Regions from separate parts of the Sus scrofa genome. Here regions 1 and 3 are each linked to region 2. A link is a contact called in public Hi-C and targeted proximity ligation data. All regions are on one chromosome and are shown on one strand. The core of a region is the stretch at or near the end of the contact, and the rest is flanking DNA. Distances in the headings are between cores, read along the strand shown. Region 1 overlaps RNF216 (E3 ubiquitin-protein ligase RNF216). Region 2 holds the start of FSCN1 (fascin actin-bundling protein 1). Region 3 overlaps RNF216 (E3 ubiquitin-protein ligase RNF216).

What was found. Hi-C and Micro-C count contacts between places; a contact is called where the count stands out from the background.
Region 1: a Hi-C map of embryonic fibroblasts shows a contact between it and region 2, with 3 times the contacts expected there. A contact is called at or near these places in 2 of 47 Hi-C or Micro-C datasets (embryonic fibroblasts and fibroblasts) and 2 of 2 datasets of targeted methods (alveolar macrophages and skeletal muscle).
Region 3: a targeted proximity ligation map of skeletal muscle shows a contact between it and region 2. A contact is called at or near these places in 1 of 5 promoter capture datasets (fetal skeletal muscle), 8 of 47 Hi-C or Micro-C datasets (alveolar macrophages, blood, embryonic fibroblasts and 5 more) and 2 of 2 datasets of targeted methods (alveolar macrophages and skeletal muscle).

The regions. Positions count from the first base shown.
Region 1 is chr3:4,238,021-4,243,066 of Sscrofa11.1, forward strand. All of the region lies in intron 13 of RNF216 (E3 ubiquitin-protein ligase RNF216), which reads right to left. The region is part of intron 3 of LOC106509622 (a long non-coding RNA gene); the gene reads left to right. Among named protein-coding and RNA genes, the nearest start is that of RNF216, 89 kb to the right of the region's middle.
Region 2 is chr3:4,131,154-4,135,625 of Sscrofa11.1, forward strand. FSCN1 (fascin actin-bundling protein 1) reads left to right here and starts at 3,020. Exons shown (of 5, transcript NM_001146300.1): 1 at 3,020-3,974. The coding sequence starts at 3,143.
Region 3 is chr3:4,196,095-4,200,766 of Sscrofa11.1, forward strand. All of the region lies in intron 13 of RNF216 (E3 ubiquitin-protein ligase RNF216), which reads right to left. Among named protein-coding and RNA genes, the nearest start is that of FSCN1, 64 kb to the left of the region's middle.

The DNA.
Region 1 (5,046 bases), core at 1,176-3,675, 110 kb after region 2:
CAGAGCAAGAGCGCTAAGGACCTGTGCGGCAGGCAGGGCCACGCTCTGAAGCGTTTAGGGGCAAGGGTGCTGCCTGGAGAAACATCCACGCCAGGAGATAAAATGAGGTCAGAGTGGGCGATGGCCTTGGGGGAAAAAAGGAGGGTTTTGTGGGAGGCAAAAGGGCCTTGGAGGTAGGAGGGTTGTGGTAACAGGACAGGCAGCAACAGATGTTTTCAGCAGCAAAATGTGACACAAGAGGGGAGAGGAAGGCAAAAGGACAAGCTGCTGTCAGAGACAAAGGAAGAAACACTGTGATCTGTTCCACTCTCTGGGCTAGAATCTGGATCAGCTCCTTAGACATAGGGAGCTTTTGAAACTTAAAATGCTTTTCATATATACTTCTGATGGGAAATAAAACTGAGAAGTGCTTTTATGAGGCTACAGGGATTTGATCTGAGAAATTCTCCTAGCCTACTTCTCTTTGAGAAGCAAATGCCAATGGCAGTTGGAAAACCCTCAGTATTCTAGAAATCCAAGACTCTGGACTGGAAGGACACTGGAAAGGTCGTCTGGTCTCTCGCAGCCTCGAGGCTGGACTGCATGCGCAAGTCATCCTAGAGAAGGGAGAACCTGTCCAGGCCCTCGGGCAGGGCTCTGCGCAGAGTCCCAGGCTCCTGGAACCCGGCTCGCTGGCCACATTTCGGTCTTGCGAGCCATCTTGGATTCCTTCTGGGCAGCCCAAGGCTGTTTCCTCAGGGAAGCTGCAAAACACCAGGCCGCCAGAACGTGCATGGAAGAATCTTGTACCAACAGAGAAACTACTCACATGAAGCCTCACCTCCTCCAGGATGACCAGTTTTAATCTTCCCACAGAGAGCTGCTGACATTTTCCTGTTATGTTACCAATTTTCCTCATCTCTTAAAAAGTCACTGAACATTTGAGTGGAGGGCCTTTCCAGTTTCTAAGAGCAAGGTGCCCTCCGAACAGCGAAGCAAAGTAGGTAAGAGCAGAGACCTAGGAAAGTCAAACATATCTAGATTGCTTTGCTTGTTTTAAAATCAACTTTTTTTTTGGGGGGGGGGTCTTTTGTCTTTTTTTTAGGGCCATACCTGCGGCATATGGAGGTTCCCAGGCTAGGGGTCCAATCAGAGCTGTAGCCACCAGCTTACACCACAGCCACAGTAACGCAGGATCTGAGCCGCATCTGCGACCTACACCACAGCTCACGGTAATGCCGGATCCTTAACCCGCTGAGCAAGGCCAGGGATCGAACCCGGAACCTCATGGTTCCTAGTCGGATTCATTTCTGCTGTGCCACAATGGGAACTCCCCTAAAATCAACTTTTTATTATGAAAAAAATTTAAATACATACAAAAGTAGGTAGTATACCTCATGTACCCATCCGTCAAGTCTAATAATTATCAGTCTATGGTCAATCCTGGCTTCTCTAAACCCTATCCACTCTCTTTCTTCTTCTTCCAACATAATTTCAAAGCAAACCCCAGACTACCTATCATTTCATTTCAAGTAGTTCAGTTTGTATCTCCAAAAGATGAGGATTCTTAAAACCAACCCATCATATCAAAAATCACACCTAAAAACCCACAAATAATGAGAGGTAAGAAAAACCTGCATTTGATTTCTGATGCTGCCACCTGCTAGCTGCATGACTTTGAGTGGCTAAGAAGTGGAAAGCCCCTAAAACCCAGGGACAGTTTTCTTGGCAGGTGCTGTGACTTCTGTTTGTCTCACGGTGATGCCAAACTCCCACCTTAAGGCACCTGACTGTCGTGGCTCTGTCTTTCTGGCACAGCAGGCACACTAGATTTTGGTTGTGCTCCTCATGCCAACCTCAGTGGACTGCACTTAGGTTCTCAGCACAGCTCTGAGTTACCAAGGGGATTCCGAGACCATCTGCTCAAGGACCTTAGCATGGAATGCAGACACAGAGCACATGGCTGCCACGTGGCTTTGACCGAGGCGGCAAGGCTGGCTCCCTAGCCTGTTATACTAGAGACAAAGGGCAGTGGGTGCTGTGTGTCTGGGGGGTCGCTCCCCCTTGGAGCAGTACACTGGCCAGGGACACAGACACTTGTCTCCACCCATGGTCTAGGAGAAGGCCATGTGGCCTCTGGGGCCTAGAGAGGTGACAGAGGCCCTTCTCATGCTCTCCATGTGTGTCTCAAAGTCAGGGAGGAGGAGTAAAAGGCCATTGCCATTTCTCAGCCACCATGCAGCAATCAGAAAACGACCCTGAATTCAACAGTCAACACGAGAAATTCCATCCAGCAGCAGTGTTAGCCTAGGCTTCCCTCTGATTTTGCCTGATGCCCTCAACATTCCTCTTTGCTACCACTTCCCTCGGCCACATTCCTCCTCCCCGATACAGACACCCACGGGGAAACAGGGTGTTCTCAGGCTTGTGTTATTACCATAGCAACAATTTCTCTTCTACCTGGAAGGCTGGGAACACTGCAGTGCTCTGTGCTGAGAATGCAGAGAGGGGACACTATTGCTTCGCACTCCAACGCACACGCACCACACCCACGTCCACACACTCCTTCCTCAAGGACACCACCAAGAGGGTCGCAAAAACAAATTAAGATGCTGACACCCAGTAACACACAATTTGTGTAAGGACAAATAGGAGGCAAATGACTCTCTAAACAGATATTTTGTAGATTATCAATTCTTGAGGGATTTTTTAATGTGAGATTTCTAAAGACTTAATCAAAATGCATCTCTCTCTTTGATGAAGCCAGAGGCACAGAAAAATGCATTAAGTTATTCCAGCAAAACATCTAAATGCACTAAACGAGTAATATGTGGTTTCCAGAAAGAGAGGCCCTCAAAGCTTCTGTTCCCTATACAGTTTGTAAACAGGGTTAGGCTGTGATGAGTCTGATAAGCAATGGCTATCGGTGGCCACAAAAACCATGAAAAAGGGTCACAGTTTCTATTTTCATAAAGTGCCCATCCAAACCTAGTAATCCAGAGTGTCTTTTTAAGTACTACAGAGACCAAAACAACAAAAGACAAAGAGGCATGCCCCTTCGTCACAAGGACGGTAAAAGGTGAGCAGCCCCAACTCCAGGCCTGCCCACTGCGGGTAGGTGGGGCGACAGTCAAGACGCCAAGGGCAGCACCCTCCTAGGAAGCCCACAACCGATGGGTCATAGAGAAGAACCAGGGATTTTAAAAAATCTTCCCTTTGTGACCAATTGTGAGTTTTCTAGCAAAATGTACCATCGTTTTTGTTTCTAGGCCCTTCCTACACTCGTCTCTTTGAATGTCAATCCCCGAGAGGTCAATCCTTTTGGATAGAGATTAAAAAAAAAATCAATGAGAAGCCCAAGAAGAGGGACACAGCAGTGCTGCAGACCAGGCCACCGAGACACAGAGAGCAAACCCACGAGCGGCCTTGGACTCCGCTCTCCCCAGGGCAGACAGCGTCCTTCTCTGAACTTGGACATGTGGGCTGAAGTGACAGTGGTCATGTCTTACAGAACATACCGGTGAGCAAAAAATCGAGCTTCAAAGCCCTATCCCTTTTCTCTTGTGGCATATTAGTAAGAACTTAGTTTTCGGAGTACATGTTTGAAAAACTAAGGTAAGCCAGCAGTCCTCTTCTGGTTTCCTGATGGATTTTACATCTGTCCACCTTAGGTGAACTCCCGGCTCTGGCGGTAGCAGCCCTGACAAACCTGGGAGAGGTTCCTCCTTCCTAGGAGTTTCCTAGGAGTTCCTCTCCTTACCTGAGCCCGCACTGCCCTGCACACACTGTCGGCATCAGGCTCCGCGTCTCTCGTTGGGGCAGCTGCTGTTTACCGACTGAGGAAGTGCCGGGTGGTGGAGTGGGCACTTCAGCTACAAACATCATCACACTGGCGAATGTCCCCTCCCTGCTGCCAACTGTGGCTTCACTGAGATACAACTGACATGCCATCTACTTCTCGCCAGGCTCTGAGAGACAGGTACAACTGTTCTCATTTCACACAAAAAGGAAATGCGGCCCAGGGAGACGACATACCTATCCTCGGTCACAAAGCCAAGAAGTGGAAGAGCAGGAATTAAAGCATGAGCAGGTTTAACAGGAGCGTTTAAATCCCTGTCTTAACCACTTTGCCAGACTGTCTCATGAGCTGCATCATAAGCAAAAGCCATGGATTCCTCTGCTATTTACAGCCTCACGGCACCCAGCACAGGGCCAGACCCAGAGCAGTGCATCAATGATCCTTCTCATCTCCAAACAGAATTCTCAAAACAGAGAGCTTAATAAAGCTCAGCAAAAGTCCTTGTCCCAAGCAGCGCTGACGCAGGAGAAAGGCAAGGCCTCTTCATTATGAACGGAACAGGAAGTTCTGTGATTTGTCTTCTAGAAAGTGGCAACATTTTAACCACCTAAAGCAGCTTCACTGGGTGAGAAAAGCAGTGGAATGTTCTCTGGGGGCAAGAGAGAGCAATGCGGGCTTCCTGGGGGTAAAGGAGGTTGGCAAACACCCAGGCTGCTGCTCTGTCCTCAGGCCCTCGGAGACCACAGTGAGAGCTCAGGGTCTGGAGCTTCCTGGCTCTGAAATGGACTGCACCACCTGCCACAAAGTCAGCTGTCAACCTCTGAGGGTTTCAAGGGGAGAAAGGTGAGGGGCTGCGCCAGCCCCCAGGAGGAAGGAGGCACGGTGGCGCCGCTTGTGTCCACCTACCAGTCCCCTAGCCTCTTCTAAGGCAGGCCAAGAGGGAGAGAGAGGCAGCTGCTTTTACCACTCAATGCCTGATTATAAGGGATAAAGACGATGAAATACAGGTTCACCTTGGAAATATCATGGGTTCACTTTCAGACCACCGCAAAAAGCAAATACTCAAAAAAATGAGTTACATGAATTCTGTGGTTTTCCAACGCATATAAAAGTTATGTTTATACTATACCGTAGTCCATTAAGCGTACGATGGCATTATTTCTTTTAAAGAAAGTGTACATACCTCAAATAAAAAACACTTACTGCTGAAAAATGCTAACATCACCTGAGCCTTCAGCGAGTCATAATCTTTTTGCAATAGTAACATC
Region 2 (4,472 bases), core at 1,770-4,269:
ACTCAGGACACCCCTTTTCCCCAGCTGCTGCATGGGCCAGAGCTCCCTCACCCCTCAGTCTCCACCCAAGCTAGACCAGGGCAAAAAGATATCACTCACACTGGCTTTGGACAGAGGACAGAGTGAGCTCCCCATCACCAGAGGCATTCAAGCTGGGGCTGGACAGCCTTAATTTTTCACATGATGCATGGGGCATAGCCAGGTAAAGAGAAGCACAACAACATATTGGTTTGTGGTTGGGGGCTGCACTCTTGGGAGGGGGTTCTGGCCAAAGCAGCGTATCAACAACAACAACCCAAATGTCCATCCACAGGACACATTAAATAAATGGCACCTTCATGCAGTGAACTATTACACAGCTGTGAAAAGGAACAAGGAAGGCACTTACATACCAAAGCAGAAACTGTGCAGGTACGTGAAGGAATAAAGCAGGATTAAACACACTATTTAGGAGCTCCCTAGTGGCTCAGCAGGTTAAAGATCCGGCATTGTTACTGCTGTGGCAGGGGTTTGATCCCTGGCCCGGGAACTTCCACGTGCCAAGGGTGAAGAAAGGAAGGAGGGAAGAAAGGAAGGGAGAAAGAATTAACCATTTCGAGATGGAGAGATTTACAAGAGTATAGATGAATATTTGCTTGTCTTTGAAGTTCAAGGAAAGGAAAATCATCTAACATCAGTTATTGAGGTAATGGATAGGGATGGGGGTCGGGGGGCAAAAGTCTTTTTATGGTTTTGGATGTGTGAACTATGTGAATGTACGGTCTATCGAAAAAATTGAAATAATAGTAATTTAGCTCCACATTCTTTTTTTTTTTTTTTTGGTCTTTTTGCCTTTTCTAGGGCTGCTCCCGCGGCGTATGGAGGTTCCCAGGCTAGGGGTCGAATCGGAGCTGCAGCCACCGGCCTACGCCAGAGCCACAGCAACGCAGGATCTGAGCTACATCTACAACCTACACCACAGCTCACAGCAACGCCAGCTCCTTAACCCACTGCAGCTCCACATTCTTTACATACTGAGCCCCGATCACCCAGTCCCACCCAGTCTCAGGCTGGACCTGATCTCCCCCAACATTTCAGGCTCTCTTTTGTTCACTGCCTTGGGCTGCCCTTGTCTGTGGGGAAATCCAAGGTCCCCTTTCTATGTCCCATCCCCCCACTGCCCCATTTCATTCCGCTCTCTTGGGCATGTCGGCACAAGGCTCCTGCTCCTCACCGATTGACCCTAAACCTTGTACTCCACCAGTGCTCAGACGACAGGACAGGACCGGGTCCTGGGGATTCCTGGGGACCCTGGAGGCTGGAGGGGGTCTGGCCTGTCTGTGTCCCCAGGACCAGCCAGCATTTATTGAGCACTGACTACGTGACGTGCCAGGCACTGTTTTCTAGGGGCTTGACATGTGTCATCACCAACTTGTCTGGTTTGCCCAAGACCTTCCTGGTTTGAAAACTGAGGGCCGTGTCCCAGGGACCCCCTCAGTCACGGTCATGGGTGTTGGCTGCTTCTGTCGTCTCAACTTCTCTCCAGGGGCAGGTGCTGTCGTTATGCCCTTTAGAGAGGTGGGAAAACCAAGAACCAGGGAGGTTTGTGTGAACCCAGGAAGCCCAGTGCAGGAAGCCAGGCTGCCACCACGCCCAGCTCGCCTGGCTAGTCTTTCTACCCCTTGAAAGTATCACCTGGGAAGGCCTGGACCAGCTCCCGCCCCTGGCCGGACTGAGAGGCAGCAGCCCTGCCAGTTAACCCACTTGACCCACCATGATGAGACAGTTAACCCAAAATTCCCCTGAAAGATAAAAATCCCTGGAGGGGTTTGCCTGGCTGGGAGGCACAGGCACAGCCCAACCAGCCCGGGAGCTACTTCAGTGCCCTCTGCCTTTGGCCTGGAGACCTTGTGGGCAGCCTGTGGTCATGCTGGCATTCCAGGGGCCTGCAGGCATGTGGGGAATGTCCCAGCAAAAGTGTTGGCCTTCCGAGATGCTCAGAAAAGGGAAGTGTTCCTCCCCGGGGGTGGGGATGGGCCGTCTGCAGGGAAGGTCCACTTCGCGGGAGGAGGATGGAGAGCGGAGGCCCTCAAGGAGGAGCCCACATCACCCCTTCCTGGGTGCTGGGCTCAGCATCCAATGAAGTGGGGGCCTGGGGGCGGGTATAAAGCGGGAGGTGTGCTGGGCTGGAGACCGGGTTTCCGCCCCTCAGGGCTGTGCTGCCCGAGTTGCATCCTGCTTCTGACCCGCTCAGCACAAGGGCACGCTGCTCACCCCATACCTGGTGAACCTCACCAGGACCCCGTGGCTTCTGCCTCCTCAGAATGGGGCCACTGTCACTCATCTCCACTACCAAGGAGACCTATTTGGGCCAGGGGGGGGCTGGGGACCTGGGCCACAGGGAGGGGTCTCAGTGGCCTTCAGGGCAAAGGCGTAGGAAGGCAGCTTCGGAGAAACACAGCCTCTGTTCGGGAGGCCGCAAGGCCTGGGTTGGATGAGTTGGGGTCTGCAGGGCCCTCCCCAGCTCCTGGTGTCCTCCTCCCATCCCTTCCGCCCACAGGCCCTTAGAGGGTCCCCTCTCAGCTCCTTCAAGGCTCTGCTCTAAGGCCACCTCATCTGAGCAGCCTCCGGACCGCCTCGTCCTAGTTCTGATGGCTCTGCGGCTCTCCACCGTCTCCATCACAGCCTCAAACCTGGCTGGCTTTTCTCCCGGCTGGGCTTGGGGTAGGGGGCCTCCGAGGGGTCCCTGGCTCTGAGGGAGTCCTCAGGCTGCGGCGCTGCGAGGGTGGGGCCCTGGCATTGGGGGAAGTGGGCGGCGGCCCGAAGTGGGGGGAACCGCAGAGGCCGGCCGCGCCGAAGGAGAGGACGCTGCGAGCCGAGCCGCCACCCGCGCCTCTCCCAGCCCCTGCGCGACCCTGTTCGCTCCCCGGGTCCCCGCGCCCCCTCTTCGGCGCGTCCCGGGGCGGGGCGGGGCGGGGGCGGGACCTCGCGGCGCTGACGTCACCCCGCTTATAAAGGGGCTAGGGCGCCACGGGCCGGCTTTGTAGAGCGCTGCTGAGGGTGCGCGCACGGCCGCGGCAGTAGAACAAAGGAGCAGGGCGCCGCCGCAGGGACCCGCCACCGACCTCCCGGGCCGCGCCGGGGCCTCCAGCCCGCCGCCACCATGACCGCCAACGGCACGGCCGAGGCCCTCCAGATCCAGTTCGGCCTCATCAATTGCAGCAACAAGTACCTGACGGCCGAGACGTTCGGGTTCAAGGTGAACGCTTCGGCCAGCAGCCTGAAGAAGAAGCAGATCTGGACGCTGGAGCAGCCGCCCGACGAGGCGGGCGGTGCAGCCATGTGCCTGCGCAGCCACCTGGGCCGTTACCTGGCGGCGGACAAGGATGGCAACGTGACCTGCGAACATGAGGTGCCCGACGCCGACTGCCGCTTTCTCATCGTGGCGCACGACGACGGCCGCTGGTCACTGCAGTCCGAGGCGCACCGGCGCTACTTTGGCGGCACCGAGGACCGCCTGTCGTGCTTCGCTCAGACCGTGTCACCGGCCGAGAAGTGGAGCGTGCACATCGCCATGCACCCGCAGGTCAACATCTACAGCCTGGCCCGCAAGCGCTACGCGCACCTGAGCGCCCGGCCCGCCGACGAGATCTCAGTGGACCGCGACGTGCCCTGGGGCGTCGACTCGCTCATCACGCTGGCCTTCCAGGACCAGCGCTACAGCCTGCAGACGGCCGACCACCGCTTCCTGCGCCACGACGGGCGCCTAGTGGAGCAACCTGAGCCCGCCACAGGCTACACTCTCGAGTTCCGCTCCGGCAAGGTGGCCTTCCGCGACTGCGAGGGCCGCTACCTGGCGCCGTCGGGGCCCAGCGGCACGCTCAAGGCGGGCAAGGCCACCAAGGTGGGCAAGGACGAGCTCTTCGCCCTGGAGCAGAGCTGCGCCCAAGTCGTGCTGCAGGCTGCCAACGAGAGGAACGTGTCCACGCGCCAGGGTGAGTGGGGACGCCGCCCCCCGCCTCTCGGGCTGTGCACAAAGCGCACCCCACCCCCGTCCCCACAGCCTCCCGCCCTTTCTCGCCCGCGGCGCGTCTGCCATCCCGAGCGACGCCCGGCGAGCCCCCGCTGGGCGCGCGGGCCACCCCACCCCGCCGCGGGCCGTGCGCTCCGGCCCCGAGGAAGCGGCTTTCCCTGTCCTTGGGTGCAGAGGCACAGCCCCCACTCCGCCGTGGAGTTGGGACTCCCTAGGCCGCGCTTAGGCTCCACCCCAAGTGGCGCCCTCCGAACTCCCCGCCCAGTCCGGGTCCTCCCTCCCCGCGCAGATCCCGGGTATCTGCAGACCCAGTCTTGGGGAGGGGACGCCCCTTGTCCGTTCCTCGTGCCCCCCCTCCTACCCCCGCCCCCGTCAGCGGGCCTTCAGCTCAGGGGCGGAGGCGAGGGGTCGCCTCCGGCGCAGGGCGTGCCCCAGCTCCCTTTGGGCAGCCTTTCGCCGG
Region 3 (4,672 bases), core at 1,472-3,971, 65 kb after region 2:
CACGGGAGAGAGCAGTGAGGAAGTTGGTATTGGCGGGAGCCCAAGGGGAGGGCTGAGAGTGGACAGTGGTCAAGGCGCTGAGGCTGGAAGGAGGCGTGTGGAAAGCCAGTCTAAAAGGGTGGGAAATGCAGCGGACTGACTCACTCTCTCCAAAGATCATGCTGGCTGCTCGCGGAGGAGGATGGCTTGCCTAGGGTGCAGGACTTGCAGTGACCCTCACTGAACTGGGGCCAAGTAAATAGCTTCTGCGGCATGAAGCCCTTGAGTGGATTCAATTCTGGGCCCGACTTCCCTCACGGCTCTCTGCAAGGGAGGCCCCAACCTCCTTCCGAAAGCAAGTGGCGCCAATGCTGGGCCTCAAAGAGGTGAGGCTGACCTGTGCCTGCAAATGGCAACATGCCTGTCTTCTTGTTAGAAGCAAGAGGACCATGTCTCACATGTGGCTTCAGAAAGAAGTTTCATTGTTATTTTTAGAGGGAGATCGTTTTCCCAGTTTGGGCTCTTTAGACGAGTTTCCCATTGAACTGTCATGTACGTGGTAGGAGCATCTTTTCTTAAAGTTCATTGTTGTTGGAGTAGAGCTGATTTACAATCCTGCATTAGTGTCAGGTGTACAGCATGGTGACTCAGGTGTTTTGGGATTTTTGTTGTTGTTGCTGCAGATTATGTCCCATTAGAGATTATTACAAGATACTGGATATAATTCCCTATACTATACAGTAAATCCTTGTTGCTTATCTATTTTATGTAAGGGAGCATCTTCAACAAGGGTCTTGAACTCAGACACCCCCCTAGACCCTGCAAAACTGGCCCACGGTTCCAGACCTGTGCATCTTTCGGTACAGGTGCTGTCTTACACACACAGTTCACTCAGCCTTCACACAGCAATCCCACGAGGGAAGTACTGGCCACTCGCCCCATTTTTTTTTTTTTTTAAGTAAATGAGAAAAGGAAGGCTCAGAGAGGCAAATTAACTTGTTTAAAATCACAGAGCTATGAACTCAAGTCTGCTCAGAGCCATTTGCACTTTCCACCCTCTTCTCACTGCTCGCCAGCATGGTGTGTGCCAGCACCAACAGGTCCTTGTTTACTGGAAACCCGAGGGCACAGGGTCTGAGACAAGCCCTGAGGTTACAATGGGCATCTTGTGTAAAGAGAGCAGAGAAAAAAGATGAGCAGGGCTGCACAGAACCGACGTCAGGGTTATCAAAGTCGTGGACGCCCAGCTGCAGCTGTGCAGGATGCCTGCTTCCCCATGCTTCCTGCAGAGCTGGCAGCGGCCCAGTCAGGGGCAGGATGGCCTAGGTTTAAACCTGAGGACATCGCTGCTTAATGATAATGATAGGAACCCGCCAGTCAAAGAGCAGTCTTTGGAGACACCTGAGGAAGTAGCTGCTCCTGCCGCTTTCAGCCAGCTGTATGTCTGGTGGGGCACTGAAGAAGTGTTGTTTTTGTTTTTGTTTTTTTTGCTTCTTAGGGCCGCACCCATGGCATATGGAAGTTCCTAGGTTAGGGGTCAAATCAGAGCTACAGCTGCCCACCTACGCCTACACCACAGCAACACAGGATCTGAGCTGTGCCTGCAACCTACACCACAGCTCACGGCAACGACGAATCCTTAAACCACTGAGCGAGGCCAGGGATCGAACCTGCATCCTCATGGATCCTAGTTGGCTTTGTTAACTGCTGAGCCACACTCAAGAAGTGTGTTTTTATTTTTCAATTTTTTTTAAGCTGTGCCCATGGCATGTAGGAGTTCCCGGGCCAGGGACTGAAGCTATGCCACGGCAGTGACCCGAGACACAGCAGTGACAATGCTGTATTCTTAACCGCTAGGCTACCAGGGAACTCCAAGAAGTGCGTTTTTAGGTTCCCATTAGATGTACAAGTGTGAGCCTTCCACACCAGAACCAAGGATCAGTCCTGGGTCCTTCAACCAGCCCATGGGCTTTGCCTTGTAAATACTTGCCACTAACTCCCCAAAGGCGGCTGGGACTATGATGCATGAAGACCTGCTGGTGACAGTATGTGAGATCATGGCCGGCATCACCTCCGCTCCAGGTCCCAGTTCTGCTGCAGAGACGGATACCGGTAGCGGAGACGAGTGCTGAGTGCTGCGCTGAAGGGAATGCTAACACCCTCAATTTCCTCCTTCAACAAACACCTCCTAGGAGCCCGCCATGCCCACCAGGCACTATTCTCTGCAAAGGGTCAGTGAACCAGTGAAGTCCCCGCCCTCCTAGAGTCTACATTTTGGGCGGGTGGGAGTGGCTGGACCACCGAATAGGAATGTGCTCTGGGAAGACAGGCAGCAGCCAGGGGAAGTGAAGCGTGGTGAGAGGACGGGGCGGGGGGGCCTGCGGGAGGGACGGCCCCTGCAGAGCTGAAGGGTATCTGGTAGAGCAGTGGGAGCAGGATGGAGCAGGAGAGAAGCTCAGAGAAGCGGCTGTCCCAGGCCTCCCAGCCAGTCCCAAGCCGGCACTCAGGGCCAGCGGGGTTGGCCTCCTGCCGGTGCTGCATGTCCGACACCCTCAACCTCACAAAGCTCTGCTGGACGTCCCCTCGCTGCTGGCAACACCTCCTCATCAGCTCTCATTTCAAATACTGGGGGCTCTGGGAAACCTGAATGACCCGGGCCAAAGCTGGCACTCCTTCCCTGGACTCCTAGAGCACTTGGCTGCGATTCCATTCCAGCGCTTTTAATAGTGTCTCGTAATTATCGGATGACATCACCTCTCCAAGGAGCCAAGCACTCCTTGCAGGCACTACGCCTGCTGATGGCTACAGACTTGGAATGGAGGGTTCAATTCATCTATTCAAAAAATGCTCTCCTTTGAGCGTCTGTTTTGCGCCACATGCGGACACACTGGTGAGTAAGTCAGTCCTGATTGAGAAGAGGTTACAATCTTTCGCACTATGTCTCAGGTATCGCTGGATTTCTAGGGCCTGACACACACAAGGGCTGCATGTACGAGAAACTGCAGAGAGATGAAGGCTGGCAAGAAAAAGCACATTCCTCTCCATACAGAGAGTTTCAGCCCCACCCCGACTCCTGGGACGTCTGCATTTTACACGGGAAGAGGGCTTGTGGAGCCTCGAAGTAAAGTGACCCCCCTTTCCCAAAAGAACATCAGCTTCTCCCTATCAAATCTTCGTATTTATAATTATACAAAAATATAATGAGAAGAGTAAGTTACATATATATAAAAGATAGTTTCAGGACACTTCATTAGCGTTTGTGCCTTTAGGATAGAGGCGTACACTTTTTTCATTGGGTTCCTTTCTTTGCTCCCTAATCCCCTCCCCCAACCTAATGCACAAAACTTATAGATCTGTTATTACCAATAAGCTAATGGCCGAATGCTTACATATGGTGCTGAGACAGTACTGCTTATATTTTGCTGATTTTCTTCTACAGTGTTAATATGTGGAAACTGATCTCTCTTCATTTCCGATGAAGGGGGCCTTACAAACTGTGGTGCCTGTGAGAACCTCTAGTTTAGAGGGGTCGGGACCAAAAAATCTGCAGTCAGCCTGATTCACTCCTTCCCCCGTCCGGGGGCTCTGGAAGGTCAGTTACCACTTGAGGTCAGATCACAGGTTCCTCCTGACTCCCCTACCCCTAAGAAGACAAGTCCAGCCTGTCTGGGTCCACATTTCTTAAAGGACAAACAAAATTCAAACATTAATCTTTTAAGGATGTCTTGTAATTACTGGATTACACCACATCTCTCAAGAAGCTGAGCTCTCCCTGCAGGGGTTTTCTCTCTTTCCTTCAGAGTAAACAATCTCTCTGAAGCAGAAAAACCTTTGGGTTCTAAATGGAGAAATCTGGAGTACCTGCTGTGGTGCAGTGGGTTGAGGACCTGGTGCTGTCTCTGTGGCTGCATGGGTTTGAGCCCCCTACCACCACCACCCCGATGCAGTGGGTCAAGGATCAGGAGTTGCTGCCACTGTGGCAAAGGTCACAGCTGTGGCTCAGATTTGATCCCTGGCCCAGGAACTTCCATATGCCGCAGGTGCAGCCGTGAAAGAAAAAAAAAAATGTAGAAATTCAAATCTGGGTGTGGCTAGGCACATTACTGAGGAATGGACTTCTTTAGAGAAGATTCTACACCGTTCTTATTTTTTGATGGTGTCACACACACAATTATGGGGATTTTAAGAAATATGTGCACTGGATGCGCACCTTACTGTTTTTTATTCACAGAAGCAGATTTTGAAAAAAGAAATCTCAACGTCTTACTCCTGTCGATTAGAAAGAAGCCCAGCCCTCTTTTCCTTTCGATCCAACAGGATTAGGTGACAAATCAGAATAGGCGGCTCATAAATTTGGTTTCTGCGCTAATGCTGCCCCCTAGGGATAGAAAGCTATAAAGGCACTGGAGACTTCCGCAGCCTGGGAGAGGAATGCTTGAGAAATACTGACTGGGAAAGGCAGAGAGCCAGTTAGTTACATCATGGCCACAGCTGCCTGCTTTTTACTATGCTATGGGGACCAGGACTTCTAAGACAGAGTGGGCAGTAAATGTTTCCCTGGAATAAACATAAGTTCAATTTTACTTTTGTCAGGATAACCACAAAAATACCAGTTCACTTACAGTAGTTATTATTCAAATATGGATGACTTTCTCTAGAATGTCCACTTACCAGAACCACTGGACTACATCAA